Linked DNA regions of Rattus norvegicus: region 2 is linked to region 1. The links are chromatin contacts, called in public Hi-C maps. All regions are on one chromosome and are shown on one strand. Each heading gives the region's core, a stretch centred on a gene start, on an enhancer-like site or on the middle of the called end of the contact. The rest is flanking DNA. Distances are from core to core; before and after follow the strand shown. Region 1 overlaps Rora (RAR-related orphan receptor A). Region 2 overlaps Rora (RAR-related orphan receptor A).

Evidence for each region. A called contact is a pair of places that touch in the nucleus more often than the background predicts.
Region 2: a contact with region 1 is called in a Hi-C map of liver, with 4 times the contacts expected there. The contact joins two enhancer-like sites. A contact is called at or near these places in 2 of 12 Hi-C or Micro-C datasets (kidney and liver).

The regions. Positions count from the first base shown.
Region 1 is chr8:78,338,170-78,344,497 of GRCr8, forward strand. The region is part of intron 1 of Rora (RAR-related orphan receptor A); the gene reads left to right. It overlaps LOC120094342 (a long non-coding RNA gene), which reads left to right. Exons shown (of 2, transcript XR_005488663.2): 1 at 1-6,328. Among named protein-coding and RNA genes, the nearest start is that of Rora, 160 kb to the left of the region's middle. Within about 2 kb of position 3,847, at least 4 of the 93 cell types and tissues checked have an H3K27ac peak or open chromatin away from gene starts, as enhancers often do. A contact at or near this core is called in liver, where this site is marked.
Region 2 is chr8:78,466,305-78,472,632 of GRCr8, forward strand. All of the region lies in intron 1 of Rora (RAR-related orphan receptor A), which reads left to right. Among named protein-coding and RNA genes, the nearest start is that of Rora, 290 kb to the left of the region's middle. Within about 2 kb of position 3,742, at least 41 of the 93 cell types and tissues checked have an H3K27ac peak or open chromatin away from gene starts, as enhancers often do. A contact at or near this core is called in liver, where this site is marked.

The sequences.
Region 1 (6,328 bases), core at 2,597-5,096:
CACAGCGTAAGCAGCCATTCTTTTCCCAGGCAGTTCATGCCATTTGATAATTGGAGCCACTGAGCAGTGCCAGATGGTGTTGTGGGGAAGTGGGACTACACACCCTTCAATGTCACCGCCACCAGAGGAAGCCACACTTTCAAGCTCCTTCTCCTTCATGATCGCACACCTCATGGTACACTTCGGTGTGTAATAAAAATGGAACAGGGAAGACGTTTGGTTTCACCAGGGCCACATCTGCAATCTGCCTTCCCAGCTCGCCTCACAACCAAACTATAACTTTTGGTTTATGACTCTCAAGAAACCACCTGAACAGTTTCTAACACCAGAGCAAGTGAGCCACCTTGGCCATTTTCATGTCAGAGAACCCATGTACTTCCTGTTCTTTATGAAGTCCTTTTGAGGATGTGTGGGTTTGCTGGTGGCCAAAAGCAAATAGGAGAGGATTTCCATATAAAGTCCTCTTGTTACCAAACTGTATTGGGTCTGTTCAGACCTCAGTCCCTGGAATTGCCTTTTAAAATGGTGGTGGATTGGAGAAACTAAACACTTAATAACATTAAGACTTACAGACTGTTCTGGATTGGACCCAATCCTCAAACATTACCACAACTGATGAAGTAGAGCTCACACTGTGTCCCTTGTTCTTGGCAAGGTCATAGGTGCCTCTATGCATGAGTCTCAGCCCCCAGTGCACACCCAATATTTTTTCCTGTGGATAAGTTGGACTTGACAAAATAAAAGGAAATGTTTATCAATTTAAAAAGCAACTCAATGCATCCTCATTTTGTTAAAAAGAAGTGAACAGAGAGCGATTCCAATTTACACAGAACTTCGTTTCTGTTGAGTTTTGCTTTTCTCTGTAGAATATAGAACTCAGGCTATTAAAGTCCTAGACATGCAGAGTTGTTGGCACAAATGTAGTCTCTATTCAGAGCTCACACTTGTAACCTCTGCACCCCTGGTGACTCAGAGTAGCTTGGATAAGAAGAATGGAGACAACTTTGCCCACATTGATCTAATTATATCACATCCTAAAATCACAAAAATACCCATCAACTCACTATTGTCCTTAAAGGCCTACCAGTGCCAGTGTCTACGGAGGGATTGGCAGGAGGGGGCTGGTGCAGGTGACGAGAGTCGTTGGGTGCAAAGAAAGAAATGGCGATGCCTTGGCTTGCTTTCAGCCCATTCTAATTTGTAATGCTCTTGCCTTCGTTTACAATCCTGTCCATGTATATAAACAGTAATTTGCTCTTCTTAACACATACTGTAGTTAAGAGTTCTGTTGGGAGCAATTGGTGTTCTTTATCTGTGACATCACGAGCATTTAAAAAACAATAATTATAAATATCCTCCAGGGTGAGAAGAACTAGAAGAAAGAATTAGTGAGTTCATCTGGAGTCCTTAGTCGTTTTCTTTTGCCATTGTGGTGTGTGTGTGTGTGCATGCTTGTGTGCGTGTGTGCCTGTGTGTGAGTGTGTGTGTGTGTATCTGTACTTGCTTTTTGTAAGCATACACATGTATGTGCATGCATGTGCATGTGCATGCATGTGGATACTCAGGGTTGATACCAAATATCTTCCTCCATCACCCTTCCACCTTTCCACCTTCTTCACTGAGACAGGGGTGCTCCGTCAAACCCAGAGTTATCCTAGCTAATCTTGATAGCAAGTATATTTTTTTCTGGGAATCCCCTGCCTTGGTCTTCTGAGGTTTACAGGCAAACCACCACACAAATGGGTTTCTGGGAATTTGAACTCCAGTTGTCAACACTTGTGTGCCAAGTGCTCTAACCACCAAGCCATCCTCCCAGCCCCCAGCTGTTGTGTCTCGCAGTTACTCCAGTCTCCCCTCAGATTCTCATCTCAACATCCTCTCGTGCTCCCCTCCCCTCCCCTCCCCCAGCAATATCTTTCAATACTCAGCATAGAGTTTACACTAAAGAACTGAAGATGTTACTGCTACTTGGGGAAGTCTACATTACTTACAGAGTAACTTTTTTATTATTAGCTTTCATCTTCCAATTCCTAATCCTGACTCTGAAAGAAAAACCAGCCTGTATGTCTTGGCCTATACAGTGAACTGTGGGTTGTGTTTTGTCTCTTTCCCTTTTCAAATCCTGGGCTGAACCCTACCAGCGGTAAGCAAGGTTTGGGTGCTGTGAGTCTGTAATAGCCTTATACAGGTCACATTGGTCTGTACCATGAGACGTGGACATAAAAGTATGTAGAAGGAAAAAGATCAATTTGTCAAAGGCATATTTCAGTTCATAAAATTTGCAGTAACAGGGTGACATTTCAACAGAGGAGGCCACTAGATTAGTTATGGGGCATTTACAGTAGAGGGAGCAAACCTAGAATGCAGTCCAAATACATAAACCACTTATATTCTTAGAGTCCAATTTCATCCAGTTTCTTGCTAACTCTGAATGCATTTCCCAGTAGGAAATATATTTTGCATGCTTTGAGACTCGCCAGCAGGCTCAGGAAAGCCCCTGTCAAGCATAATATATCTGTGCATTTTAAAAATTTATTTTTATTTATTTCTCTGTGTGTGCTGGGGATGGTAGTGCTGGGCTGCACTGGAGCTTCTGTAAGAGCAGCATGTGTTCTTAACCACTGAGCCATCTATCTCTCTAAACCCCTGAATTTTTGTTGTTGCTGTTGCTGCAAAGTCAGGAGTCGACTTTAGTATTTTCTGTTTAGATGGCCCTGGGTAGTTCACTGAGCTTCTGTGAGCATCAGTTACTTATCTATAAGATTCAGAGTAAAGTGTAATGGTGGCACACACCTATAATCCAAATGGTAAAGAGGCTGATGCAGGAGGTTGGTTAAGTGTGAGGCTGACTGGTCGGAGATACTCAAGCAAAACCATGTCTCAAACTCTCCCTTGGGGAGAAAAAAAATCATTATTAGAGAGTTATAGACGTAGGCAACTATTCGCACAGAGAGTTCCACATGGGACTCACAATTCTAACCTTTGAAACCCTAGGACTCTTAGAATATGTGAGTAAGGGAAGTACAAGCAATATTACCTCCATTGTTCTGACTATTCTAGGTTCTAACTTTATAACAAGAAATACAAATTCGCTAGACAGTCATTGTTTTTCTTGGGTGGGAGACAGTGCTTGATACTGAGTCTGCATTTGATAAGTGTTTGCTGAGTGAAGGATAGATGGGCACGTGTATTTCTATAAGACAAGCCATGCAGCCAACCGAAGAGCCCTCCGATACCTGCAGCCTCATCGTGGGGACCTGAGGTCAGAATTTACAGAAACACAGCCTTCTCTTAGAGGATTCTATGGCTGCATAGATGGAACCAACTCTTCTTTACAAAGCCCAATACTTGGAGTCCTAGTTGCTTCTGCTTCAGCAACAGGACCAAGGGCTTCCCACACATCCTGCCACCTTCTGATTAGAGGCTTTTGTAGAGGCCAGGATAGTTGCATGGGGTGCCATGGAGGCACGATCGTGTATGGGAGTGCTTTCTGGGCCCTGCACAAGCACTTCTTCATGTCTAATGAATGTGGTAATCCTTTGTTTGACTCAGTCATAAGTCACGGTCTTGCAAATCTAGGACATGGTGAACACTTCCACCCCTGTGCAATAAAACAAAAGGTATAAAAAGATTTTAAAGGGAATATTTGAGGGCATAGGAGTTAGGTCCCTGGCTAGAGTGCTTACACTGCAATCCTGAGGACCTGAGGTAAGTCACCAGCACCTCCAGCTGGGCATGGAGGCATACACTTATAACCCCAGCTCTGGAAGGCAAGACACTAGCTGATCCCTGGAGCCTGCCATCTGGCCAGTACAGCCTAGGCAAGTCAGGGAGAGGTCCAGTCTTGGAAAAGGAAGGCTGACTAACCTCTGGCCTCCACATGTACAGGAGCATGCAGGAATGTGCACACATGGACATACATGAGAAAGGAAATATATGAAATATGATTACATTTGATTGGTTCAGTGTGAACAGATGCATGCATTTAAAACAATAAAGAGCAAAACCATACATGAGAATTAAGATGTTCATATCGTTCCCAGAAGGGAATGTAAGGTCACACGGCATCAGAGACTTGGATTCATTGTGTTCTGACTTTGGGAATGGACTTGGAGTTTATTTTAACGTGACCCTGGCTTTTCTAATTATAGTCGGTTCTGGTAAAAAAGACTCAGGGTGGAGTCTATCTAAATCCAACTCATCTCAGAAGGCAACACCTTCTGAAGGTCCCAATACTTCGGGAGGTGCTTTTCTTCTTCGTTTTTACCCCTTCTTTTCTTCCGCTTTCCCCCTTAAGCAATGCTTGTTCTCTCCCTCCTCTCTCCCTCCTCTCTCCCTCCTCTCTTTTCTCTCTCTCTCTCTCTCTCTCTCTCTCTCTCTCTCTCTCTCTCTCTCTCTCTCTCTGCTCCAAGGGCTGACAGCTGGTCTAGTTTTGCTTGGGGACTTTTTCACAATGTGGATTAATCAATGTTATGAACTGGGTCCGTGGGGTTTTGGGAATGTAATTGGTTTCAGATGACACTTTGCTAGTCAATCTGCCAAGAAGCCGAATGTTGACACAGCTGAACAATTCCAGCTGTTTCCACCCACCCCTTCCTCTTTCCCTGGACCCTATAGCCTTTGCCTTTATTTTCCTCTGCCCTCTCTCACTGTGACTTTGCTAAACGAATGCGTTACTCTTCCTGACACCCCTTCTTGCTTTTCTCTAGCCTGGAATGCCACTACTTCCGCTGTGTCTCAGGTCCTCCACCCAGTTTTATTTTCTTGGCTACTGCAGTTTGAAGAAGAGCTGACACTTTTACCGTTGGACTTCCTTGTGCAATCCTCTAGGTTGTTTTTTAAGAGTGCACAGATACAAATTGAGCCTTTGGAAACATGCTGGGATTCTGTGAATGTTTGGTTTCACAACTGGCTGATCAATATCTCTCTCTCTCTCTCTCTCTCTCTCTCTCTCTCTCTCTCTCTCTCTAGCTTTTAATTACTCAAGGCATACCATTGAATAAACAAGGAGGTGGGTCACAGATTGCTTACAGTGGTTCGTCACTATTAGACAAATTTCACCTTGTTTTAAAGAGTTCTTGCTTCTATTTCTTGCCTGTGGAGGGACGGCTTGAACTATCTATGTACCTAATACAATATTTGCTGTCTTATTGGGGGACTTGCAGGTCTTGGGTTAAAGGCCAACAACAGGGCTCTGCTTACCTCAGGTGAATGCAGGCATCCCCCGTAGCTGAGACTCTGTGGGCAGAGTAATCCCAGTCTTCCACTGCTGTCCTATGTTCACTAAGCGGAGGGCCCATGTTTATAGAACAACTGCACAGCCACCCCCTCTGCCTCCCTCTGTAGACTTAGATGCTTGAAGTATGGATGGATTTTCAAGTCAAGCCTAAGATGTCAAAGCGCATAAAACAATCCAAGATGCATCGAGAGAATTTGAAAAAAGGGGGGGGGGGCAATCGTCATAGTGAATTTTTCTCGATTCTTCCTTCACGTACAAGTGCTGGAGAATGCTGTCAGAGAAACGGTAAATGCTATCAGTCTCCACTGGGTGGAGACTGTCTTAGAGGCAGGGAACAGTGGTCCCCATAAGCAGTGTTCTATAAACAGGGTAGACCTTTAGTCTTCGTTAGGGGTGGACCAAAGTAATAACGTTTATGTAATGATTTAGGTGGTGAAAACATGGGATCTTTCTAAAAGTGGGCATAGTATGCTGAACACACACACACACACACACACAGGCTGAGGGGGTAGGGGGGGAGAGAGAGAGAGAGAGAGAGAGAGAGAGAGAGAGAGAGAGAGAGAGAGCCAGCCTATGGACAAAATAATTGAAATTGCGTTTGGAGATGAGCACACCCAGGCTTACAGAGACAACCCAGTAGATGTGCCTATACGTCACCTCGGGCACTTTGCACACTGCTTTGACTAAGGCATTGATTTGGTCAAAAAGGAAGACCAAATGCTGAGTGTAAGCAAATGGTATTGGAATCACAACCAAAAGCACCTGCCTGCCCATCTGTCATGTAGACTACACACAGACCAGAACATACGAACAGCCCGAGAACCAAAGACGTTTCGGATGGATAATTAAATTACCCAGCAGATTCGAGATATTGCCAGATTGGGGCAAAGAAATGTACTTGTGCCTCCTATTTTGAAATTTGAGACCAGGTGGATGGAGACTCTATAAAATTATGGGGAGCCATGGACTGAGCTTGGTTTGTCCCCCAAATCGAGCAGCAGTAGCTCCTCATAGGTTCTGAGGGAGGTGTCACAATGAACTGAAGAAGAACACCTGTGTCCAAATGTCTGCCCCTCTGAGTTTGTCTGG
Region 2 (6,328 bases), core at 2,492-4,991, 130 kb after region 1:
TAGACACTGTTTTTCTAACTGCCCTCTTCGCACAATTTTAATTCAACAGACACACTGTGTGTTTATGCCTGTGTGGGTATGTTTGTGATTGTGTAGTGTGTATTCGTCTGTATTTTACATATAAAAACAGCAATCTTTTAGTTTTGTTCCCAAGAACTAATTTTGCCCCTTCTGCTGGATGATTTTATGCCAACTTGATATAAGCTGGAGTCATCTGAAGGGACGGAACTCCCATGAATGCCTCTGTCAGATTAAGTTGTAGACAAGCTGGTGAGACATTTTCTTAATTGGTGACTGATGGATGAGTATCCAGCCAATTATCGATGTTGCCGTCCCTATGTTGGTGGTCCTGGGTTCCATGAGAAATCAGGCTGAGCATGCCATGAGGTACAAGCCAGTAAGCAGCATCCCTTCCTGGCTTCCACATCAGCTCCTGCCTCTAGGCTCCTGCCCTGTTTCCTGATTTCCTGAGTGATCGGGAAGTACAAGCCAAATAAACCCTTTCCTTCCCACCTTGCCTTTTGGTCATTGTGTTTCATCAAAGCAATAGGAAGGCTAACTAAAAACTCCCCTCCTCCATTCTGAGATGCATCTTGTTACTTTACACATTGCTGGGACAAAAATATCCAACTCAAGGAAGATAAAAAAGGAAGTGTTTATTTTGGGTCGCAGTTTGAAGAACTAGTCCATGGTGGCTGAAACATGCAATAGATGGTCATACTGCAGTCAGTCAGGAGACGCTGGCATTCAGATTGCGTTTTCCATTTGATGTGGCCTGGGGTCCCAACCTGCGGAAGGCTATCTTCCCACCTCTATTAACCTAATTGAGATAATCCCTCACAGACATAGCCAGAGGCCAGCTCCCTAGGTGATTCTAGATTCTGTCAAATTGACAATCAATAGTCACCATCTCAGGGTATGTTCAGCTCTTTTGAGAAACCGTGGGCCAGAACAAACTAACTGAAAATCCTGCTCCGTCACTTCTTTCCCTTTGAACCTCCCATTCCTGTTTGTCCCTCACCAGAGGACGGCAGGATACTACCCCTGCTGTGGGGTTCACCGAGCATAATGAACCACCAAGGAATGATATCCTGGACCACCTTTGCTATTGAATGAGTTTCTACATACATTATCTTGCTTGGTCCGTACCATGAACCCCCAAAGCACGATACTTTGTGTCATGTTAGTATAAACATCAACCTCCCTGCTTTACTGACGGCATCCGGGATAATTTGAGTGGCCACTTCATTCTCTCAAAGTCCTGCACATGATAGTGTGGGTTGGCCCTGCAGCTTTAGGCCACGTGATCTGGTTCAGACCTCTTCCAGTTGCACCTTCTGCCAGACACTGTTGTGTTAGAATAACCCAAGTGGAAGTTTAGACAGTTGGAGGAGTCATTTCCAAGGGTGTATTCTAAGGAACAAACCACACCTTTCAATCAAATGAGGATGAAGGCTTTCATGCCAAGATTAGGGCCTTATGAGACGAACAATAATGATTGCTCAGAGAAAGATAACTCTTCAGTGATAGCCATGATTCAGTGCTGTGCTGACTTCTAGGGGGAAAAAAAAATCAAATTCCTACACTGGCTATCTGGACAGCAGTAGACTCAGCAAAAGGTCAAGTGGTGGAGGAGGGGCAGTCTGGGTATTCCTGAGTTCAGATTCCAGTTTTGCCACTTGGCAGCTATGTGCCTCAGTTTCTATGGGTCTGTCCTAATGAAATATTCTTCATAAAGCAATTAGGACAAACTAAGGCAGTCTAGACTGAGCATTCTATAGGGTGCCTGGCCCACAGTCAGTAAATACTTGCAATCCGCCCCCCCCAAAAAAACAACTCCCCTGCAAGAGCCAAAGCTTATGGTGGAAATACTTTCTATGTGTGGACATGACGTCATTTGGTTGGTTTCAGATGTGTGATTCTTGGCATCTGGAGTTTTTAGCATTGTCTCCCGCTCCACCAAAATGCCCGTCTTGCATATTTCACCATTATTGATTATCGATTATCTTTACTAACATAAGAGGCATTCATTCTTTATTCTTATCTTTTTTGGAGGCATTTAATTCTTTGCACAAGAAACAGATGACTTTTAAGACAAGGACCCAGGCAGTGCCCCTTGCTGAAGTAGAAGAGACCTGGTGGGGCACCCTACATAGTTTCCAGTGGGGACTGATTGGAGTGGATTAATTTTCCATCACTTTGACAAAGAGTTTATCTCAGTTTACCATTCCAAAAGGGGGGTTCATAATGGCAGGGGCGCCTGGCAGCAGCAACTGAAGAAGGAAGTTGAGAGATCACATCTTTGACTGCAAACTCGAATCGAAGAAATTGAACTGGAGGTGTGCATGGGGCGTGGGGATAGGAACTCCTCGAAGCCCACCTCTGACAATGGACTTCCTCCAGCAAGGCTATACCACCTCCCCAAGCAGTGCCACCCGCCGGAGCCCAAGCCTTTACATACTCACACCTCTGAGCACCAGTTTCCCTTCCATCCACAGCAGTCGGGGTGCTGTCTTCTGCACTGCGAATGCTCTTCTGCACAGACTGAGACCATTACAGACAGATTACCAGACTAGGCTTCTCCACTGTGGGCAAAAGAGAGGACCAGCTTTTCAATGAGGAAGAAGACCTGAGAGATGTGTGGGCTCTCTCTCTCTCTCTCTTTCTCTCTCTCTCTCTCTCTCTCTCTCTCTCTCTCTCTCTCTCTCTCTCTCTCTCTCTCTCTCTCTCTCTCTCCATCATCCTGGTGAGTTACAGAGAGACACACCTTGGTGCCAAGAATGACACCAGGTCTCTCCATCAGAACAGCCCCCCACGTTGCCTCACACCAGGCTGAGACCTTGTTCTGAGACTTTGTTCCAATGAAGCAAGAACTGTTTGTAAGCAGCCAGGAGGAGGTGGAGGGAATGATACAGCTTTGGGCATGGCTCTCCCCTTGACCCAGAGGGGCTCCCTGGAGTGATGAATGCCAGAGTAGCTACATCAGATAGGCTTGGATCCTGCATAATTACATCTCTGTGGAACTTTACAGAGGGACTCTGATTCTTCTCTCACACACATTTCTCTGCGGCTGGTATTTCCATGGTGACTCTTGAGGCCCAGTAGCCACAGAGCATGCATATTGTATGGGGAGGCTCTTCATCAGCAATGCCAACCTTGCTTTGCCCAACTCCAAGGGACTCGGGTTAAGAATCACTCTGTGATCACCTCTTGCCATCCATCGCAGACAAGAGCAATCTTCCACAGAGGCAAAGATGAGTAACTTCTGGGAAGAGTGCATCCCTTCATTCTCCAAGGGCTGCGCTTTGAGGATAGCTGTGTGTAGCATCTAGCAGCACAGCCTACCCTGCTCCAGCAGGGGAGGATAAAGCTACCAGTTTGAGTCTGATGTTTTATTTATCCATACTGGTAACTTTATGTAGGGGGTATTTCTCTGTTTGGGCCTCAAGGCTGGTTGCGCAAAAGGCGGGGAAACATTAATAAGTAATAGACAGAGAGGGGCTGTCCATTTATAGTCTTCCAGAGATGACCTGGTTTCCATTCCAATGGGAGCGTTAGTGTTGTTTGAGAGTGAGAGGCGTCAGTAGAGGCTTGCACTGGTGCATTTGGGGATAACCAGGAGGGACACCTGCTTGGGCTATTTTTAGAATAAAAATTAAGAAACCTCAGGCAGCCCCAGGGGCCCTCCCCAGTTGGCAGTGCACACACTGTGAGCCCGAATAGCCCGTTTTTCCTGGGGTTGCGTGGGATCACTGTGTTCCTTTCTGTTTGCCTCCAGTGTCTGGTTATTATTAAACCACCCTTTGTGAGAGATTAACTCTGGCTTCCCTCCCAGTGAGGAGATGTCTACGCAGAGCCAGAGCAGGCGGCCAATGGCAGGCACATGGGTTATTTGGTGTCGTACAGGAACAAACAACTGGTTGACAAGCCAGTTCTTCACTTTCTGATGGCTTCCCTTGGCGTGGAAACAAGCTTCCCGTAGCACATGGTATAAATGTTTCCCGATCCTGCCTGCCTTCATTCATTCAGAAAGTATTTCCTAAGGGCCCCCTGTGGGATTTATTATTTCTAAAATGGGGATAATCGTGGTACCTATTGCATAGAATTATGTGGATTAAATGAGCTAATAATGTGTTAAGGATTTAGAACAGTGCCTGGCACATAGTTAGGGCTCAGTCAAGTCAAGCTTGGCTGTGCAATTAAAGGGCTCTTTTTGTTGTTGTTCTAGGTGAGAAATGGTCAGTGCAGCCAGCAGCGTAGAAAGAAAGATAGTTTCTGTAGCAAAGCAGGGAACTGAGTGTGTGTGTGTGTGTGTGTGTGTGTGTGTGTGTGTGTGTGTGTGTGTGTGTATTCAAATTAGTCTGGAAACAGGCCTTATTTTTTGAGCCAGAGTACCTCCCTAGCCTGGACTTTCTCTACTAGGCTATACTTGCTAACCAGCAGGCCCCAGAGATCCCACTCTTGGACTCTCCAGTGCTAAGATTACAGGCAATCCAAGCACATGCTTGGCTTTTAAATGTGGGTTATGGTTTTGGTGTGGGGGGGCAGTCGGTGTTGTGGTTTGGTTTGGTTTTTCAAGACAGGATTTCTGTGTGTAGCCTTGGCTATCCTAGAACTCACTCTGTAGACCAGACTGGTCTCGAACTCAGAGATCTGCCTGTCTCTGCATCCGGAGCACCACCACTGCCGGGCTAATCCTCATGATTTTAAGGCAAGCACTTTACTGACTGCCCCATCTCCCCAGTCCAAGGGATTCATTGTAATGGGGCTAAACCTACAGACTTATATCGTAATACCATGGTTCACAGAGTGGAGTTCTTTGAATAGTCCTATCAGCATCATCTGAGAACGAAATATAAATTCTGTATCCTTGCCCAAGGATTTCAAGTCAGATATTTCAGAGTTTGGACTAGCAATATGTGTTTGCATAAAGCCTCTGAGACTCTCTGATCCTTGCTAAGTTTGAAAGTAGCTGGCTAGCCTCCTGAAGGGCACTAAGAAGAAAAACTTTAGCAATGTCTGCCTCATGACCTCTACTGTATTTAACATCTACTAGTCCAGTAGGAGGCAGGCTCCGGACAGTACCTCCCGTGTAAGGCAGGCAACAGCCTTGTTAACTGCCAGGGACCTTGTTAGTGCAGGCCCAGGCTGCTTACTGAGCAAAGCCAAGCCAAACCTCAGCTCTCTCCTGGCTTACTGCCAACAGGGTACCACAGCCCACCACTGCCATCCATATGCTAAGGAGCCAGAACTGAGGCTGTGCTAAGTGGGTTTTTTTTTTCCAGAACAACTGTGAGCTGCAGGGCTCCAGGGCACCTCTCATCACGTTGAGAAACGGGGGAGGCCAGCCTCTCCGGGTCCTTTCTAAGCAGATGCACATCTGGTTTGTGTGAGTCTGCCTGTACCCACCCAAAGACAGCCCATGGCCAACAGAATGTATCACACCAGCGCCTCCGAAAAGCTTGTTGCCGGCCTGGCTTTTATTACTGATGTGCAGCCACCTCTGCGATGGGACTCCACAGTTGGAGAGAATTTGAGAACATCCGTCTAGATTTTCCGACTTCACCCGTTTGCCCGGTAGTACAAATTTGTATGCTCCGGAATGGTGGGAAATAAGGAGAACCTATCTCCCCATGCCTACCTACCAGCAGCCCTTCCCTGAGGAACATTCCAGAAGGACAACCGCCATTGTTCCTACAAATGCCTACTGTTCAGGATAGAGTGTTCTATGTCCATAGGAGAGTACCAACCAGATGTGGAGTCAGAGATCAAGACATACGTGTGGATGCCTCTTGAGAGAGGAGGAGGCTGGTTTGTGTTCCAGGCCTGGAAGGTGGGACAGCAGAATCTCAGGAGACAGAGAAAGGGTGTCTTAAGTAATGGGGGATGGAAAAAGTACAAGAGAGGGGACAGTGCTCAAAGGGAGGAGTGAGCGATTCATCTAAATCACCCAGAGCCTAGACCATAGCAGAGTAAGGGAGGACATCGCCTCTTTAAGAATAGGACTGGATGCTTTCTCCACGACAAGAGGTACAAACAGCATTTCTATGGGAGCTAGGAGGAAGTCTGATGAGGAATAGTAAGGGGGTGAAAGTTGTAGCTGTTGCTGTTAGATATCCTTAGTGGGAGTCTTGCTCAGAGACACAACTCCAGGAAGCAGCAGAAACAAAGGAAGAGCTAGGAAGTCAGTGTCTACAAGTCCATGACTGTGAGAGGTGGGAGGAAGCCAATGGGTAAGGAAGGAAATGTTCAAATGAAAAGTTGCATGACAGAGAAAGCATCAAAACTCTCCAGTGGGGTTGTCTTGCATTCACAAAGCACAAGGTCG